Linked DNA regions of Ovis aries: region 1 is linked to region 2. The links are chromatin contacts, called in public Hi-C maps. All regions are on one chromosome and are shown on one strand. Each heading gives the region's core, a stretch centred on a gene start, on an enhancer-like site or on the middle of the called end of the contact. The rest is flanking DNA. Distances are from core to core; before and after follow the strand shown. Region 1 holds the start of ADSS2 (adenylosuccinate synthase 2). Region 2 holds the start of EFCAB2 (EF-hand calcium binding domain 2).

What was found. A called contact is a pair of places that touch in the nucleus more often than the background predicts.
Region 1: a contact with region 2 is called in a Hi-C map of tail adipose tissue, with 4 times the contacts expected there. The contact joins the promoter of ADSS2 here to the promoter of EFCAB2 in region 2. A contact is called at or near these places in 2 of 16 Hi-C or Micro-C datasets (omental adipose tissue and tail adipose tissue).

What each region holds. Positions count from the first base shown.
Region 1 is chr12:32,035,860-32,042,114 of ARS-UI_Ramb_v3.0, forward strand. ADSS2 (adenylosuccinate synthase 2) reads left to right here and starts at 3,361. Exons shown (of 13, transcript XM_027976332.2): 1 at 3,361-3,647. The coding sequence starts at 3,465.
Region 2 is chr12:31,595,644-31,601,459 of ARS-UI_Ramb_v3.0, forward strand. It overlaps EFCAB2 (EF-hand calcium binding domain 2), which reads right to left and starts at 1,397. Exons shown (of 8, transcript XM_015099188.4): 1 at 1,335-1,397. The coding sequence starts at 1,365.

The sequences.
Region 1 (6,255 bases), core at 2,111-4,610, 440 kb after region 2:
GAATAGATTGATGTCTCTAGGGGCAAACCCAACAATTAGGTAAGTTTCCCCCTTTTGTAGTAGATTGAAAATGTGGACAAGAGCATTGTCTTTCCAAGAAGAGGGAGAGGATAAGGCAATAATAATAGAGGAAAAAGTTACGCAAGTCTGGTCCCGTCATCTTGGGAAAAAAGATGTGTCCTTCAGCTGTTATCTACTTCAGTTCCTGATCAGTTTGATTCAGTGGTCTTCAGAGCTTGTTATAGGATGGGATGCCAGGTGGGGTCTTCTTTAGCTGTGAGATGGTTACTGTCGTTTAGTCGCTAAGTCGTGTTGGACTCTTGCAACCCCAAGGACTGTAGCCTGCCAGGCTCCTCTGTCCATGGGATTTCCCAGGCAGAAATACTGGAGTGGGTCGCCATTTCCTTGTGAGATGTTTACCCAAGGTTCAAGTTTCTGTTGTTTTGGCACATCTGGGTAGTGAGAAGGACCTCTGTGTCCAAGGAAATTCATAAATTTTATTCTTATTGATTCCAAACCAGAAGGGTTGGAAAAAGTTGGAAATGTTAATTTGGAGATTTGTAATCAGATATTTGAGGAAAAAAGAAGACTTTAGGATCTAGTCCAGCTTATAGGTATATAACAAAACTTTAAAGAAAACAGGACAAGAATCTAATATCTACAAAGGTGCAAACATAATTTCTCTCCCCATAATTTTCTCCCTTTTATCAAAAAAATCATAGTAAAACTAATTTTTTTGTATTATATTTGGCCTGATTATTTACATAAATGTAGCAAGAATAGTAATTGACCATAGTTCTTTTTAAGATTACTGTGCTGGAACCTTACAAGCAAGGTGCTAGGCTTAGTTTTTCCAAGCAATTCCTTAAAATTGGTCATATCCGAGTCTATGTATCTCTCTCTCAAATATGACATTCCAGTCAAAGCCTTGGCAATGTAGTTAATATTTCCTGTTGTATACTATTACAAGAACAGGTTCTCACTGAATTCATGTAAATAACTAACAGTACTGTCAGGAAAAGAATATTTAAGAGTTCCCAAATTCTGAAGGGATCATGTAGGAAAAGATGAGTATTTCATCTTTGTTTACAACTACTGTGACAGATGCTTAAGAGAAAAATTTCCTTAGATGTGGAAAAGTAAAAATTAGGAGACTAGCATAAGAAGTCATAAAGATTATAATCATCCTCTAAAAGACTTCATTCAGGAAAAGTAGAACATTAGGGAACCAGCATAAAAAATCATATGAATTATAGTCATTCTCATTTGTTCATTCCATCTCCTGTAATTCTTGTTAATCTTGGGTTAGTGGCTTTATGAATCAATCAATTTTCCATTAAAGCTTTATAAGTTTTTACCTAGTTCAGTGTTATGATCTTAAAGTTATCAGAAATCTGCATTCTAATTATTTTGGGGCAGGGGTCTTTTCCACAATTCTCCTTGAAGATGAAGCATTTTTATAGGAATATTTTTGCAAAGCATCAGAGTAAAACAGTAACTCTCTATGGTGACAAAAGCCTTAAATGTCCATTATTAGAGATCCAATAGGAGCTCATTATAGTAGGATGGACAAGGGAATTTGGTAAGTTCTATGATACACATTATAAGATAATAACTAGGATTATGAATGGTGCATGTATGTGTATGTGCTAAGTTGTGTCTGACACTTTGTGATTCTATGGACTATAGCCCACAAGGCTCCTCTGTACATGGGATTCTCCAGGCAAGGATGCTGAAGTGAGTTACTGTGTCTTCCTCCAGGGACTCTTCCCAACCGAGGGGCAGAACATGTCTCCTGCACTAGCAGGCAACTTCTTTACCACTAGTACCACCTGGGGAGCCCTTATGAGTGGTAATAATACACCAGAAATATCAGATTTCAAGGAATGTTATATTTATGAAGCATTTATAACACAGATGCAATATAAAGAAGGCTTAGTATTATTTACTTGACAATGCTTCCCATGCACTTTCCCAAATAAGTCCAATTAGTTTAATATCTCCCTTTTTATGAACAGAGAGAACAGATCCTCTGAGATGCTCCAGGGGCCCTCCAAAAAAATCCCAAAGTTAGTTTAAGGTCAAAAAGACTTCAATTATAGCTTGATTTGGGGGAAGATTTTCAAAAATATCAAAAATTTTGGACGTGACTAAATTGGATCACAGATCATTATAAAATAATATTTATTCATTTAACTAAAGTGACAAAAAGATTTCAAAGGTTAGAGCATTGTTGCTGGGGCAAAGGAGGAAACTGCCTTCCATTTTTTAAAAGCAGGAGATAAAATTCCTATGTGAAAACTGTCTTCCCTTATCCTAAAAGAAAAGTAATATTCTTATCTTCCTTCTTCCTTGTTAGGCAATCTGCTCGGAGTGGTACCCGCATGAGAGCTTTCCCCTTTGGGGCTTCCTGATTCCGTTTAAAATGAGCTTTAATGGCAACTGAAACGGGAGATGGTGATGGACAGGGAGGCCTGGCGTGCTGTGATTCATGGGGTCGCAAAGAGTCGGACACGACTGAGCAACTGAACTGAACTGAAACACTAAACACTACACAAAGGACTTGGGCTCTGGACTGACCATCTAGGCACCAATTCACTCCTCACTAGAGGTAGTTAACTAACTTTTAAATCCTGTAAAATAAGGATAAGATAGTGTTACCTACCTCATAGGGTTGTTACTGTATTCTGGCATACATTACAATGACATTGGCATTTAATTCTAATAAGAAGATACAGGACTCTGCGTATTCTGTAGATTTTCAGGCCTAATGACCTCTACATTACTGCTTTACATTCGAGTTTGCCCTTTTCTGATGCCCGTTCGCATCTCTTACTTTCAGACCTTTACTTTCCAATTCTAAATCTATAGTATGTTCCAATTTCATCCCATTTGTATTTTGAAATTCCACCCTTCATATTTTGTATACACTATCTCATTCCTTAATAAAAGCAAATTAAGAAACAACTTAAACATTTTCACAAACTGAAACGTGCACATGGCAGACACCAAATCACCGGAATACACCGCTTTGACCAGAGCGCTGCCGGGAGTTGTAGTCTGACGCACTGGCACGTACCTCCCCGCCTCTCCAGTTTGAAAAGCCCGAGAAAGGGCTGGTGGGCGGGGCGTTGAGGGTGAAGCACGCTCGAAGCCCCGCCCCCATCCTTCCCGTTCTGAGTTCGTACTGGAGGGGCGCGCCCGGCCGCGGAAGGGGCGTGGCTTTTTCCTCGGGCGGTGCTGCCAAGGCCGGCGTGCGCGGGGAGGTCCTGGTGCCCCTCTGAGAAGGCGGCGGGAGCGCGGGGCGGGCCTGGCGGGAGGGTGGCGACCCGGCAGGCGGGGCGGGGGCGGGCTGGCTCTGGCTCCTTCTTCCTCCGCATGTGGCTGGCGGCCGTAGGGCAGTTCAGTTCGCGCACTCCAAGCTTCTCGCGTCCCCTTCGGGCTCTCCTCGTGTCTCCGGAGCCATGGCGTTTGCCGAGACCAACCCGGCGGCATCCTCCTTGCCCAACGGCGACTGCGGCCGCCCCAGGGCGCGGCCTGGAGGGAACCGGGTGACGGTGGTGCTCGGCGCGCAGTGGGGCGATGAAGGCAAGGGGAAGGTGGTGGATCTGCTGGCGCAGGACGCCGACATCGTGTGCCGCTGCCAGGTGAGGCGGCAGGGCTCTGACGGGAAGCCGGCCCCTTAGCTCGGGCCCAGAACTCGCATCCACCGTCCGAAATAAGGTGTCACCTTGAGGTTCTTTCCTCTTACTACGAGCTGCGGCGACGTGGAGAAATGGCGGGAGGTCGGAGACCCCTGACCTGGGTCTCGGGCTGCGGGCTCGAGATGGCTCAGGAGGAAAATGCGGCTTGACTCTGAGAGCCTTTGAGATGCGCGATGCCTGGGGAGTTGCAGTGTTCGGTCCGAGGACCAGTGCTCAAACCCAGGACTGGGGCCGGGGTGGAGATGGGAGACCGCTCGAGTTTGAGGAGCTACCGCCCGAGGCCTGCTGGCGACTCCGCGCAGAGACCCTAGGGGGCCGCAAAATCGTCCCCGTCATCACCCATCCGCCCAGGGGATACCAAGTGGGCCGAAACGCCCGGAAAGCCAGACTCGCCAGTCCCCCACCTGCAGGCCCGAGCTTGCAGAGCTTTGCCTCATCGGGTCCACTCTGTTGACAGGAGAACCCACTTTTGGGCTTAAGGGCGGTTTATAACCGTGTAATGGCCCCGTTTTTTACTCGGTACCCGGTATACTAAGGAAGATTAATTTTACTTGTTGGTCCTAAAGGTGGGCATCCCAGCTCTTTTACGAGTGAGGCAAATGAAAGAACACCACAAGTGTCAAATCTAGTATTTAGAAATATTCACATTGTTAACGCTCACACCTAGAGTGAACTTTCGGGAAATGGAATAGTAATAATATACTTCCTACCGGGAGACACGTGGTTTTCAGTATAAACCTTCTTCCTATTTGTCGTTTGCTTTGAAGCAGCCAAGAGACTAGGCCTTTCTAAAGGCTCATAGGTAACTGTTACGAATTTCAAAATTCGAAATAGTTGAGCAATAAGCCCTTTCAGAACGAATGGTACTGTAATGTCTGAAGTTAACTGCTGTTTAGGTTGGAAGAATGTTTCTTCTTCATGAGCTGTGTACATGGCATAATAGTGCTGTGTGCATTCTAACAAGTTCGTAGGCCTGCTCGATTAGAAGTGTTCTACCTGAAGTTGAATACCATTTTGGCAGGCAGAAAAAAGTAATCATAAGTACATCAAAAGTTAAATGAGAAAATCTTGTTTTTTGCTTGAGGAAATCCATCCTGCCCGTTTCTGGGTTAAGATCGCTGTTGCACCAATTGCTTCTTAGTATTACCACTAACACTGCCACCACTTATCTTCTATTCTTCCACCTCTCTGGCTACACACGTAAGTAACATAGGAGGTTACTTCATGACACCCCTAAAGGTCTTGCCTCACACTACTGTAGGAGCTGCGCCAGAAGACTGACCATCACCTTCCTTTTCTCTTAAGATCCTAGATTGCTGTGCTATGGCAAAGTATGGGAATACCTAACTCTTTCTGGGCAGGAGGAGAGGTTGAGGCCCCTTTATCTACTTCACTGTCATTTCTGATATCTTCCTAATACAGAAATGGTTGTGTTTTAGTTGCTAAGTCCTGTCTGACTGTTGCAAACCCATGGACTGTAGCCCACTGGGCTCCTTTGTCCATGGGATTCTCCAGGCAAGAATACTCCAGTGGGTTGCCATTTCCTTCTCCAGGGGATCTTCCCAACCCAAGAATCAAACCCGGGTCTCCTGCATTGCAGGCAAATTCTTTTATACAGAAAGAGCTAACATAAATAACAGAATAAATATAGATTGTAAGAAGTTTGGGGGGATGTAACCACTTTGCATTTATTCTAAAAGATCCTCTATTTTAATAATCACTTTGAAAAGAAGTAGAACTTGCTTGTTGGTTGGAGAGGGTATTACCATGTTACTGTAGAAAGTAGTCTTGAAAGGAGGTCATGGGGCTGATCTGATCTGATGCCCTTGGAAAGTCTGGAGAGAAATGATTGAGAAGGAGCCAAGTTTGGCTTTAGAATGTTAGCTGAAGATAGAGGAGACATGTATGAGCAAACTTGTTAGGCTTGACTCACCTGTAAAATTTTGGCTTACTACCTTCCTTATATAATTTAAAAATTTATATTCTTCTAGTGTTTTAAGAACCCAAAGGATTCTTATTTCTTGTTAATGCTGGTAGATAAGTAATGAATAGATTTAAGAATATCCGTTGTGATTCACTTTGGTAACTATATTATTTGGTCAGTCCCAGTAAGCTGACATCTCTTAGTGAAGTTCTCCTGACTTATAAAATTGATAGTTATGAACTGTTGAAATTCTTAAGATGTATAGAGAGCTGGGAAAAGTCAACTTTTGGAAGGACATTTTGGACTTGAATTGCTCTGTTTGATGATTTAAGTTTTGTGTATTATTGAAAATAATATGCACTTTTTAGAGTTTAATCAGTATATTTTGTCATATTCGTGCCATAAACTCAGACTTTTATAGTGTTTCTCCAGAAGTGGTATACACATAATGTGTCTCTAATGGAATCATAAAATAAGGAATTTCTCCCAATAAAAATACAGTTTTTTAAAGAAAAGCTGACATTGCATTTAACTATTTATTTTAAATATAAAATGTCTTTTTGGAAAGAATAGGTGCAAAGCTTGTGGCATTTTCATCATCATTTTAGATTTGGGACTTAATAGGAA
Region 2 (5,816 bases), core at 147-2,646:
GTACCTTATACTTTTAAAACAGCACAATAAAATTATAAGGACATCTTAGGAAGGTAACATCTATAAAATGTCTGGCTTTTCAGACTAACGTAATCATAAAAAAAAAAAATCAAATAGTATTATTGCTATCACTACGTAGCTCTTTGGCACAGTGCCGTGTGTTTCTCCGCCTTTTTTCTGTGATCACCACGACAAGTGACTGACGACCTCAGCGCTGGCTCCTACACTTGTAACTATTACTTAATATCATTACATCTTTGTTCCATGCTGAGAAAAATGGTATGCTGATATGTCTCAAGCACTCAAAAAAAGAACAAAGGTGGGGTATTATTTTCATTTCTAAGATGTTTACCTCTATCGTTTCAATGGCTTGACGTTTTAGCGACGAGTTCATCAATTACTGAAATACAGACTTATTTTTGAGTAACTAAAGGATGGTTAAAAAAAAAAAGCATCAATTTTTTAATCAAACTGAATTAAAACAACGTTAACAGTCTTAACAAATAAACATGGATACGCAGGTTTTCTTTCCCCTAATAATGAAAACATCAATGCCTCCCACCCGGCGACCGGAGGCCCAGTCCCGCCTCTGCCGCCGCGATCGCGCTGGGCCGTCTGGTGGCGCCGCAGAGACAGGCCTGCGCACCGAGCTCTACGCGTCGCCTCTGGAGTTTGCTCTTTCATCTTTATTAAAGTTTTTTGTATTTTGTCTTGTTTTTCGCATAAGACAAGACACCAGGCGGGTGGCGCGCGCGCTTCGGATCCTAGAGGCGCGGACGCAGTCGCGGTGACCTCCAAGCCGTCCTCCCACGTCCCCGCTACGAAGGCAAAATGGTGGCCGCAGACGCCAGCCGTCTGGGCCGGGCGGGGTTTCAGCGCAGCCGGGGAGGAGCACGGCAGACGCCCGCAGCCTGAGCCGTCCTCACCCAGGCCGCCGCGCGGGCCCAGAGCCTGAGTAGCTGCCGGCGTGGCGCCTGCGGCAACGAGAACCCAAGCTAGGGCTTGGAGGCGGTGTCCTCGACACCGTGAACAAGGACGCCATTATGGGGCTCCGGGCCGGCGCCTCGGCCGCAACCCGCGCTGGAAGCGAGGCTCGGGGCTCCGCGGGCGGGACGATGGGGGCGGGGGCGGGATGAGGGCCCGGGAGGCGGGGCGAGGGGGGCAGGAACGGGGGAGGGGGCCTCCGCTGCGGGGCGGGCGGCGCGGCCTGGCTGGGTCGGCCTTCTCCCTGAGGGTGGGGCTCCAGAGGTAGGGGGTCCCACTCTGTCTGGAGCTCCCCGGTGCGGCCGAGGTCGCGGCGGGCGGCGAGGGCTGCGCTTCGCGGTGCCTCTTACCTGTGCCGTCCCTGTCTCTGTCGTCCGCCATCTTGTTGCGGCGCCGTCGCCGGGGAGAGGCCTGTCGCTAAGCTAGGTCACGGCGTCCTGACACCCTTCAGCCCCGCGGCGAGTCGGCCCTGGAGGATGGGAGGCTCCGAATCCCGAGGGAAGGAGACCCTGGGGCGGGGGTGGGGGGAAGGAACGCTCCGAGCGCGCGCGCCCCCCGCTCCCGCTAGGACCCCGTGGCGCTCGGAAGCCCGGATCCGCGCCCGCGACCCTTTTTAGTCGCGTCGGTGGCTTCAGCCTATTCTGCCCAGTACCGAGCCCTGAACCCTGATTTTTCTGGCATGGAGGAAGTATTTAATAATAAAGTTCAGAACCCCTCCTTTCCCATTTTTCTGATCCATTTGGGGACACACTGCTCTCCTCGTCCCCTCCAGTTTGTAGGATGTGGCGTTGCTCGACTTTTTTTAACTGCAGATTTTAAAACGCAGCTGGAGAGCTGGTGCAGAGCTCGACTCCGGAGGGTAACAGAAGCAACCCGCAGTGCCGCCGCCTCCCCTTCCCATCTGCCCCACCTCCGGCCCACGTTTTCGCCAGGCCAGTGCTCGCCGCCCGCTCCCAGAGACCGGGAGTGCACAGCGGGCGAGCGCTGGAGCTGGGACGGAAAACTGGGCTGGCGGGCAGGAAACCAGAGAGCCATTAGAGTGTTACTGGTGGAGCTGAACCGCTGTAGAAAAACATGCTGTAAAATCGGCGCAAACATTGCGTCGTCAAGGCTGCGATTTCTCCTACAAAATAGAGGTTCTCATAGCAACAGAGACGTGCCTGTATTGTGCCCACTGTTAGGTACATGAAGATGTTCCTACTTGTGAAATTTGACCGGATGTCCAGCTAAAATAACCGAGGGAAAGTTTTACATCTCGCTTTTCTGAAATTTGAAACCTGTAACATGTTAAATGTTTGTCTCATTTTAAGGAAAAGTTCACTAGAATATTTTCTTTTAAAAATGATTTTTGAATAATATGCCTAATGGTGTGGTTCGAGCGAATATATATATTTTTGAAACTAGTTTTAGATGGTTTTTTAATCCATGTGCGTGCTAAGCCGCTTCAGTCGTTTGACCGTTTGCGACCCCCATGTACTATAACCCGCCAGGTTCCTCTGCCCATGAGATTCACAGGCAAGAATACTGGAGTGGGTTGCCATTTCCTTCTCCAGCGGATCTTCCCGACTTAGGGATCCAACCCTGCGTCCCGCATAGAAGGCAGATCTTTTACTGTCTGAGCCAGGAGGGAAGCCCCTTTAATGCATGTGTATATTAATTTAAATGACTTAATTTTATGTAAAAATCATTTATAAACAACTATTAAGAGGCCTTCAAAATATAAGGTATTTAATGGTTTGATTAGCTGAGTTTTTATATTTTTTATTCTGGTTCTATAATCCCTAAGAAAACCGTAAAGAAAACTAATATTCTTTATTAAAATAAGTATTTTCTCTGTAGAAAATATTCCTGTGGTGCTCCAATCAGCATTCTCTTTGAAATTGACTACGAACAATTGAATCCTCACAAAATGGCTCAGAAGATAGATATTTATATAAAATGAATATAACCATGAATAATAATTTCTTAATGCCAAAAAGTAGAGTAATCATTAGCACAGACTTCCCTGGTGGCTCAGTGGTAAAGAATCCACCTGCCAGTGCAGGAGATGTGAATTCAATCCCTGGGTTGGGGCGATCCTCTGGAGAAGGAAATGGCAACTCACTCCAGTATTCTTGCCTGGAAAATCCCTTGGACAGAGGAACTTGGTGGGCTACAGTTGAGTAGATTCACAAGAGTTAGTTGCGACTTAATGACTGAACAACAACAAATGATTAGCGCTCATGTATAATTAAATTTCATGATCGTTATGGTCTAGTTATTTGTTTTTTCAAGACCCTCTTCATATAGGTGATGAAGGCCTTTGAAATAAATGTGGGAAATCCCAGCTTTAGTCTTCATGCTCACTACTCACTGTACCTTTTCCCGTGCTGCTCCCAGTTTCCTTTTTCTGGAATGCCTTTCTCTCCTCTCTCTAACATTCACCCTCCTACAGACACACATTTGTCCCCTCCCTGTTGTCAGTGACCTCCGTGAAGGTCATGTGCTCCCTGATGCTTTCCGTGTCAACCCCTTCTTCTGAGCTGTTATCTGTAGACCCTCACAAGGACTTCCCTTGTAGCTCAAACAGTAAAGAACCTGCCTGCAATGCAGGAGACCAGTGTTCCATCCCTGGGTTGGGAGGTTCCTCTGGAGAAGGGAATGGCAATCCACTCCAGTATTATTGCCTGGAGAATTCTCCTGGAATTGGAGAATTCCATGGACAGAGATACCTGGTGGCTACAGTCTGTGAGGTCGCAGAGAGTCAGAGACAACTGAGCAACTAAGACACACACACAGACCCTCACGTTGATTTACAGAGATTCTACTTGTTTCCCCCCACCAAACTGTAAGCTCTTGAGGATGGAAGTGTTTCATTTGTCCAAACTTTTCAATGTTTTTGTCTAAAATAATGTGCATTTCTAGGGCTTTCCTGGTGGTCCAGTGGTTGAGCGTCCACCTCCCAATGCAGGGGACATGGGTTCAATCCCTGGTCCAGGAAGATTTTAGCTGACTTGGGGCAACTAGTCACGTATGCCACAACTGTAGAGCCAGTGCTCCACAACTAGAGAGTAGCTCCTGCTCACTCCAACGAGAGAAAATCCACATGCAACAACGAAGACCTAGCACAGCTGAAAATAAATAAAGTTATTTAGCAAATAAAATGTGTGAACTCTATCAAACTTGAAAAACTAATGTGCATTTTTAAAATTAGGACAGAATTTAGTCTTCTCAATGACACTGATAGGAAAAGCTTTTTATTTTTTAGATTATTTCAAGCCACATTAACCTCTAATTCTCAACTCCTACAGCATACTTAAGATAACACTCTAAATTTGGATGAGTAAAAAAATTTATGTTAATTAACCCCTCCACCCAATATAGATTTGAAGATGGATCCTAATATATACACATCTTTTGTATCCCCATAGTACCTATCCCAATTTGGGACACATACTAGGAGCTTAAAAGTACTTTTCAGTTGACTAGTTAGACATAAAAGTCTGTTATTATTCTGGAAAACTTTCCACAAAGTGAAAAAAAGGTTATCCAAGTGACAAAAGCCCACTATGCCAAGGAGTGGGGCCAGAGGGATATGTATAGGTTGTCTTTTTGTGTGATTGAATTTATAGTGTGATAAATTTGTTCACACAGGCATGAGTTCTGTGCCCATGAGGGACTCAGAAAATGTTTCTTCTGAATGCAATTGACTCAGTTACCTAAGATGTGGGTAAAGTAAAAGGGTAAGTGGTATGAATAATGCAAAATGATAGTAAAACCTTTACAGCCCTGTTACTTTCCTAGGATGGGGATCATTGACATCCCCTTGGACTAAGAATAATTTTTTTAAAACCAGATTTTCCTTAGCCATTGCCCTGTACTGACCTCATGATTCTAGGCAAGGCATGTAATCTCTTTAAAACCTAGTTAACTTAAAGAAATGGAGATACCAACATCCAAGCTCCTTGTCTTAAAGTTTTCATAAGACTCAATAGATGTAACTGAAAGCTTTGAAAATTTTAGAGAATTTGTGGAGAATCCCCACTTTCAGGTAGGTCAAACCCCAACTTCTCTCTCAAGATTCAGCTTCCACTTGGAGAGTTTGCTTTTCCAGGTCTTCAACAGGAGGCTGACTCCAGGTCTTACACAGATGACAGAGCTTCATGTTAAGTTTGTGGCCCCTTCCTGATTTCCCACCTTGGATTTTTAATCCTTATCAAGCATGAGTGGCTTTAAGGATATCTAGATTCTTTGGGCTCTAGAGTCAGGAAAATGAGAGGGAGGTTGTTACTTCTCAGATCTAATTCCAGTTTTCTAATGGAAGATAAATCTTTCATCCTTCTCTGGATGATTAACATCAAGAATCCCCAGACCTTCAAGAAAGACACTGCTCCTAACCTACCCTTACCCATAAGGGGAGTAGCCTTACTCTGTGATCTCAAAAGGAAACATCAGAATATGATAGAATAAGGGTACAGTTTTCTTACAGTTAAAATAATAAAAACAACTCTAAATACTTTGTATATATTATCTCTTTTAATCTTTCTCAGGCTGATAGTACCTCCATTTCACAGATGAAAAAACTACGTCTTCACATTAATGGCCTGTTTAAGGTCTCACAGCTAGTTGGTAAGAGAGCTGGCAAGGAGTCTAGTTCTGATTCCAGAGCCACTGAGCTTCTCTATAAATGTAAGATACCATTGTTATATTCTATTTAGTAACCTGAATATTTAGAGAAGAATGTTAAGGGCAAAAATCCTGGACAGAATTAGTCACCTTCCTCACCCTTTTTTCTTTTTTTCCACTGCTTCAAAACATCAACCAAAGCAACTGGCAGAGACCCTTAGGGACTT